2 separate regions of the Sus scrofa genome follow, and region 1 is linked to region 2. Evidence: chromatin contacts called from public Hi-C data. All regions are on one chromosome and are shown on one strand. Each heading gives the region's core, a stretch centred on a gene start, on an enhancer-like site or on the middle of the called end of the contact. The rest is flanking DNA. Distances are from core to core; before and after follow the strand shown. Region 1 holds the start of DDX5 (probable ATP-dependent RNA helicase DDX5). Region 2 holds the start of SMURF2 (E3 ubiquitin-protein ligase SMURF2).

The links. A called contact is a pair of places that touch in the nucleus more often than the background predicts.
Region 1: a Hi-C map of embryonic fibroblasts shows a contact between it and region 2, with 2.7 times the contacts expected there. The contact joins the promoter of DDX5 here to the promoter of SMURF2 in region 2. A contact is called at or near these places in 2 of 5 promoter capture datasets (fetal liver and liver), 1 of 47 Hi-C or Micro-C datasets (embryonic fibroblasts) and 2 of 2 datasets of contacts at active chromatin or transcription factors (alveolar macrophages and skeletal muscle).

What each region holds. Positions count from the first base shown.
Region 1 is chr12:14,570,275-14,573,447 of Sscrofa11.1, reverse strand. DDX5 (probable ATP-dependent RNA helicase DDX5) reads right to left here and starts at 1,736. Exons shown (of 14, transcript XM_021066761.1): 1 at 1,663-1,736; 2 at 848-1,026. The coding sequence starts at 891. It overlaps CEP95 (centrosomal protein of 95 kDa), which reads left to right and starts at 1,797. Exons shown (of 19, transcript XM_021066757.1): 1 at 1,797-1,954. The coding sequence starts at 1,936.
Region 2 is chr12:14,367,292-14,370,204 of Sscrofa11.1, reverse strand. It overlaps SMURF2 (E3 ubiquitin-protein ligase SMURF2), which reads right to left and starts at 1,522. Exons shown (of 18, transcript XM_021066754.1): 1 at 1,402-1,522. The coding sequence starts at 1,453.

The DNA of each region.
Region 1 (3,173 bases), core at 487-2,986, 200 kb before region 2:
GGATAAGCCTAACAGCGATGTTATCTACCAGCTGTTCTCAAGCAAAGGAGCTTTGATTTTAATAGATAACGGAACAGCACACAGAGCAGAAAAAGGTGGGTTATCTCGCGGACACTTACGCAAGCCGAATGACTTGGAGAGATGCCCCAGAAAGGACCGCGATCAAGGTAGCAAAATTATATAAACGTAAGGAAAAAGAAAAGGAGGCGTTGGAGACTACCGGGGGAGGAGTCCCTGCCGGGCGGAGTCGGCCGGGCGGCGTTCCCGCTGGGGCGGCGCTTCCCCCTTTGTCTCGCATTTCTCTCTGCGCCACATTTTCTCGACGCTGCCATTTTGAGCTCCTCCGCCGGGCGGGGTAACAAAGGCGCCGCCGCCATGTCCGATGCCGGCATTTTGTACCCGCGGCTCAGCCACATGGCCGATTCCCGCGGTGCCGGTCACCGTCCTGCCCCCGCCGCAATAACGGCATCGGAGACGGCCCCCTCGCCACCCACAAAATTCCTGGGGCCCCCAAAACACCTTCCGAAAGGTTGCACCTAACAGCAGCGATTTCGTCCGCCTCGAAGCGCTGCGCTCCCCTCCCTTCGAAATACGCTCCTTGGAATTCTCCCAAGAGCTGATAAATCATCGAGGCCGCGATGCCCCATCCCAGACAAAAGAAGAGATCTCGAGAACCATTAACATGAAACTCCCAGGCAGTTTCAAAAATATCAAAATGGCGCAAGCCTTTGAGGGACGAGGCCCAAACATAGGCTGAGGAAGCCGAATTCCCGTCGCCACCCCGCCCCCCCGCATCGGCATCCCATCCCCCACCCACAGGGCCTGACAGGTCAGTTCCCACACTCACCCTCGATCCCGGCCGCGGTCTCGGTCACTTGAATAACTCGACATGGCGTCAATGGTTGCGGTTGGCGGGAAACAAAGCACAGAGAATCGGGTGCGACAAGTCGCTGGAGGTGGCTTCGACGACGGCGAAGCCTTGCGGGGGCGGCAGCGGCGGAGGGACGGCGATGACAGGAGCCCAAGCTGCCCGACAAGAGACCGGTGGAAATGAATGAGGTGCCGGCCGCGTCCCGGCAGCCGGTTTTATAGCCTGGACCGCCTCCTCCGCCGCAGAGAACGCTGGGAGCTGCTCTATGACCTAATCACCCCGCCCCTGCGCCGAGGCCGCACCGCCCGCGGGCGTTCCGAAATCCGCCATGTTCTCGCCCCTCCTTCTCCTCCCCCCACCCAAACCATCCCTCCCGTTTTTCACTCCTTTCAAGGGTGGGTCCATCCACCCACTACTGGGAAGCCTCAGTTTTTACTCTCTTGACTTCACCTTTTCCTTGTCTTCCACACTTCAAGGAAGTCGCCCCGCCCTTTTTCAGGTCCAGCACGAACAATGAAATGGCCCACCCAGACCAAGCCACTTGGTTCTCTTGGAAATGTTTACGTCTCCAAAGGGCCCTCACGCCCACAACCCGGCGAGACGGGTAGGCGGAGCCTGACATTGTCACGTGACTCCCCCCCCGCCCACCGGGTGAGCGGGCCGCACTACTTTTCCAGATGGCGTCGGCGGAGGAGTACAAAACGAAATCGCTCGCCGGAAGTGCAGTGCTATTGCCCGGGGAGACCGGCCAGGTCGGCTGGTTGACCCGCGGGGCTGTTAAACCCACCCACCTGAGAACTCCTTAGCGGGATCTGGTCGGCGGAGAATGGTATTTAGAGCTCGCAAACCGCCGCCCCAGCGCGTGCTGCGAAAGGAAGTGGTCCTGTGGTGACCAATCAGCAACGAGAAGCGGTTTTAACGTCCCTCCCTTTTTAATCCCTCCTTCCCGGCACTTTCGTTTGCTTCCCCCTCCTGTCAGCACTGGGTCTGCGGCGTGCGGCCCTCCCTGAGCTCCGTCCCGCGCGCACCGGGCCAAGAGTCCGACAGCGGCCTGCCTTCTCGACATGGCCGGCTCAGAGGCTGGTGAGTCTCGGCCTGTCGCTCCGGTGTGTGTGGACGAAGTCGTCCTCTCTAAATCCCCTAACGTCCCTGCCACTTTTACCTTGAGGCCTCGGGCGGGTTTGGGCGGCCGGCGGGGCTGGTGACACCCCGTGATAGTTGGCGGGCTCTCTGGGTAGGGTCTCATCCCCGCTCCCTGGCTCTTTCCGGGTTGTGGGGTGCGGTTTTGGGGGTGGGTTAGAAGGGCCCTTGCGGTGAGGCCCGTAGCGCACGCAACCTGGCTGCGAAAAGGGCAGTCGCGTAGCTTCCCCGGACTCGTATTTTTCTGGGGAATCCACCCACTCACTGTGCCTGCAGTTCTTGCATTGCGAGGACTGAGGTAGCTAGTACCTGCATCTTTATTTGAACATTGGAGGACCGGCCCTCTTTAAGATCTGTTGATGCCCCCGGCCAATAGCAGAACCGTGGTGGACTTCACTCTTCTGTGATCTCTAGACTCATTCGCTTTGTCTAGTACCGCTTTTGAAAGGCGAATTGATTTGGTTGTCTAGGACGCTTTCATCCTTTTCTCCAAGACAGCGTTCAAACCTGTTGTCATGGTTTGGTCAGCTGTGAGTACTGAACTTTGGGAGAGGGAGATAACATGCCTTGAAGACGCTTTCACACGGAAACTCGCACTTGTTTCTAGAACATACTTAAGAGAACGCACACAGAATAAAAGAACGTTCCCGTCAATTGCAAATTGTTTCAGGTTTTTCTAAGTTTCCTTTGGCCGACAAACTCTTGAAATAACTTTGCTCATCTTATCAGTATCTAGGGTAGGGAGGGTGACAGCAGGAAACTTCAGCAGTATTGGTAATGTGCTAATTTTGAATGTAGAGACGTTTTTGTGTATTTACCATATTTCTTTTCATGTGCACAAAATATAATTTAAAAAATTAAAAACTGCAGTAGTGTTGGTGTCATTACTCCAGTTCTTAACAGCCTCAGTTAATCACCACTTATTTGGGCACCAGAGAAATTCCAACTTGGGCAAGATAATTGGGTAACATCATGACTAATGCTATTGGGATTTTGAAGCAACATCTATTAATTAGTTTCTGGTGACCTTTCGTATATGAGATAATGTTCCTGACTTCTTGTAAATATATTTTAAATAAAAATCTACGTATAGCTTCTAAAATAAGGTGTAGAGTAATTTGAGATTTTAGTTTGGAACAGTAAAAATTGAGTTTGCATCATA
Region 2 (2,913 bases), core at 273-2,772:
CACTCAGTTAATAATTTTTTGTGGGTTTTCCCTAGGGAAAGCAAAACTGTCATGAAAGTAATGTATTTTAAAAATTGCAGCCAACATACAGTCAAGGCTAAATTTTCAAATACCTAATTCAGCTGCACGTTTTTATCTTCAAAGTTCAGCCAGTGGACTGGGATGTGACACACAAGCACTCAATTACAAAATTAGTCCATATAAATCTCAAAGTCTACTGTAGGCGAACATAATTAGTTTATTCTTACACACACCCCCACACACGTACACACAGATTCTCTAAAGAAAGCCATTTTTCTCATGACAAATCCGAATATCAACGTGGGTAATTTATTAACAGTGAATGTTGAAACTAGGAATAAATACACTGGTCTCTACTCTTTTCAAAGCCAAAACAATTTTTCCTTAAAATGGGGTAACATGACCATGTAAGAATATTAAAAAAAATAGCACTGTAAGCAAAACGTACCTGTAACGTTAAAGATTTAATACCCTTGGAATCATAAACACTTCGTAAGAAAAGCCTGCTATCTAGCAACCCTTCCATTCTTTTCCATTTAGAAAGGAAAGGGGTGCAGAGTTGGGAACGAGAAAAACTTTGCTTCGCTGAAGTTTATATGAGCACGTATATAGAAATGTATCCCCCCCAACCCGCAAAATGTGTTTTTAAAGCAGGTCTAGAGCTAGAAGTGAAACACAAGTTCTGCGGCCTACAAGGAACAACCCCAAGCATGTTACCCTACAATCAAACACTTCCAAAACACAGAGTGTACAATGCGCCCGAGTCGTCGGATCAGGCAGACACACCGGAAAAGTCAACCTCAGTCTCCTTCCCTTTCAAAGTCGTGCGTCTCAGGTGTGTGGCACCGGCTGCCGCCGCTGGCAGCAGAGAGGAAAGGTTTTGCAGGCGGGCATAAGTGGGCCAACAAGTTAACAACCAGGGAACACACACACACACCCTCCCGTTAAGCGCTCCATCTTTAAGGAGTGTTTACTGCGCGCAGCCAGCAGCCGGATTCAATAATCCCCGCCGCAGGAGCTCCTCATCCTCTCGACGACCCCAGCTGGGCAGGAGCCCGGGGGCTGCTCCCCGAGGCCCCGGGAGAGAGCCGAGTTTCTTCGCCACGGCTTTTCGACCTCAAAACCTCCCGGAATTCCAATCCGGGACACCCCCCCCCCCAACAAAAGACCCCCGAGTCACCCGTGGCTTTTTTAAGAATTTCCAAACAAGGGAGAGTGGTTTTGCAATTACTCTCCTGAACTAGGCCTTTCACGTCCCCGACCCCCAACTCACCGTTGATCGCGACCCTGGCCCCTCTCAAGGCCACAGGCACCCCCCGCCAGCTTGCTCACCCCACCGGTGCCCCAGCCCGGCTCCCGCCGCCCGCCCAACCCCCTCACCTGTCAGGCGCAGCTTGACGGGCCCGTTCCTCCGGCCCCCGGGGTTAGACATGTCCCCGGCGGCGGGGGCGGCGGCGGCGGGGCTACGGCCCCGACGCGGGGCCCGGAGCCGGCGGGCGGGGCGGGGGCGACGGCGAGGCGCGGCGCAGTCACCACAGCGGCCGGGGCTGGGGCCCGAGCAGCCGGCGCCGCGGCCGCCACGGCCGGAGGGTCCCGGATGTGCCGAGCGTCGTCGCCATGAGCCGCGGAGGGAGCGGGACGCCGAGCTCCCCCCTCCTCCCACTTCTCCTTCCTCCGCCCGGGCCGCACAACAAAGCGGTAGCCGCGGCCGGCCGCGCCGCCTCCGCCCGCACCCCGCCGCCTCCACGCAACCGCCTCCGCCTTTCCCTCCTCTCGGCTCCGCGAGGCCCAGGAGCCGACGGGGCTGATGGGCTGAGGCGGGCGGTGCTCGGCGGCGCCGGAGCGGGACTCGGGCTCGGCCGCTTCCTCCTCCACCCGCCCTCTTGTCTGAGGGAACCCGGTCCTGGGGCCGCCGCCGCCACTCGTCTGCTCGGGGGGGTGGGGGGGGGAGGAGAGGAGGAGACGAGAGGCGGGGCCAGCGGGGCAGGGCGGGGCCGGTGGGCGGGGCCTGTGCGGGCGCGCGCCGGGTGCCCGGGGCGCAGGGGCGCCAGGCCCGGTGTCGGCCTGGGCGCGGCGGTCCGGGCCGGTGTGCTTGGTTGCAGAAGATGCCACGCAGAACTTGAGGAAGGAGTAGACAAAGGAGCAGGGTGTTGGCGCGGAGCTCTGTGCCGCCAGGAGGGCCTTAGCGTTTGGCCCACTTAATAGAGAGAGCTTTTGTCCGTGCAATGCAGACTGCTTTTATAAGACGCCCACTGCGTGCAAGGGGCTCTCTGAGGCTGGGGCGAGCAAAGTTAGAACTAAATCCGCAGCCCTCTGGGTTGAACGTCGCTAGGGTGAGGGAAGAGACACACCGAGGGTTCCAGCAAATCCCCAGGGGTGTTTTGCAACTGATACCATAGCTGCCACCTTCATTCAGGACTCACCTGGTGAATGAGATCAGGTTACCAGCCTACTTGGGCTCTTTTTTCAGCTGTAGTGCAAGGATAGGAGGATGATAATGCCTTAAAGGGGTTATTAACAAGATAAGCCTTGGAGAACAATGTATGGAAAGCTTTCCTGCAGAACTGTATTTCGTTATCTCAGAAGGAGAAAATAAAAGCTGAAATAAAAAAGTGTACCTTACCCTTTGACCATGTAATTGCAATTGCACTCTTAGGAAGTTATTCTTGACATATCATACATAGTACAGAAGATGTTCTTTGCAAAGTTCGGTTAATAACAGAAGGTAGGAATTCCCGTTGTGGCACAGTGGAAGTGAATCCCACTAGGAACCATGAGGTTGTGGGGTCGATCCCTGGCCTCGCTCAGTGGGTTAAGTATCCGGCTTTGTGGCGAGCTATGGTGTAGGTCGCAGACATGGCTCGAATCTGGGGTTGCTGTGGCTCTGGCTTA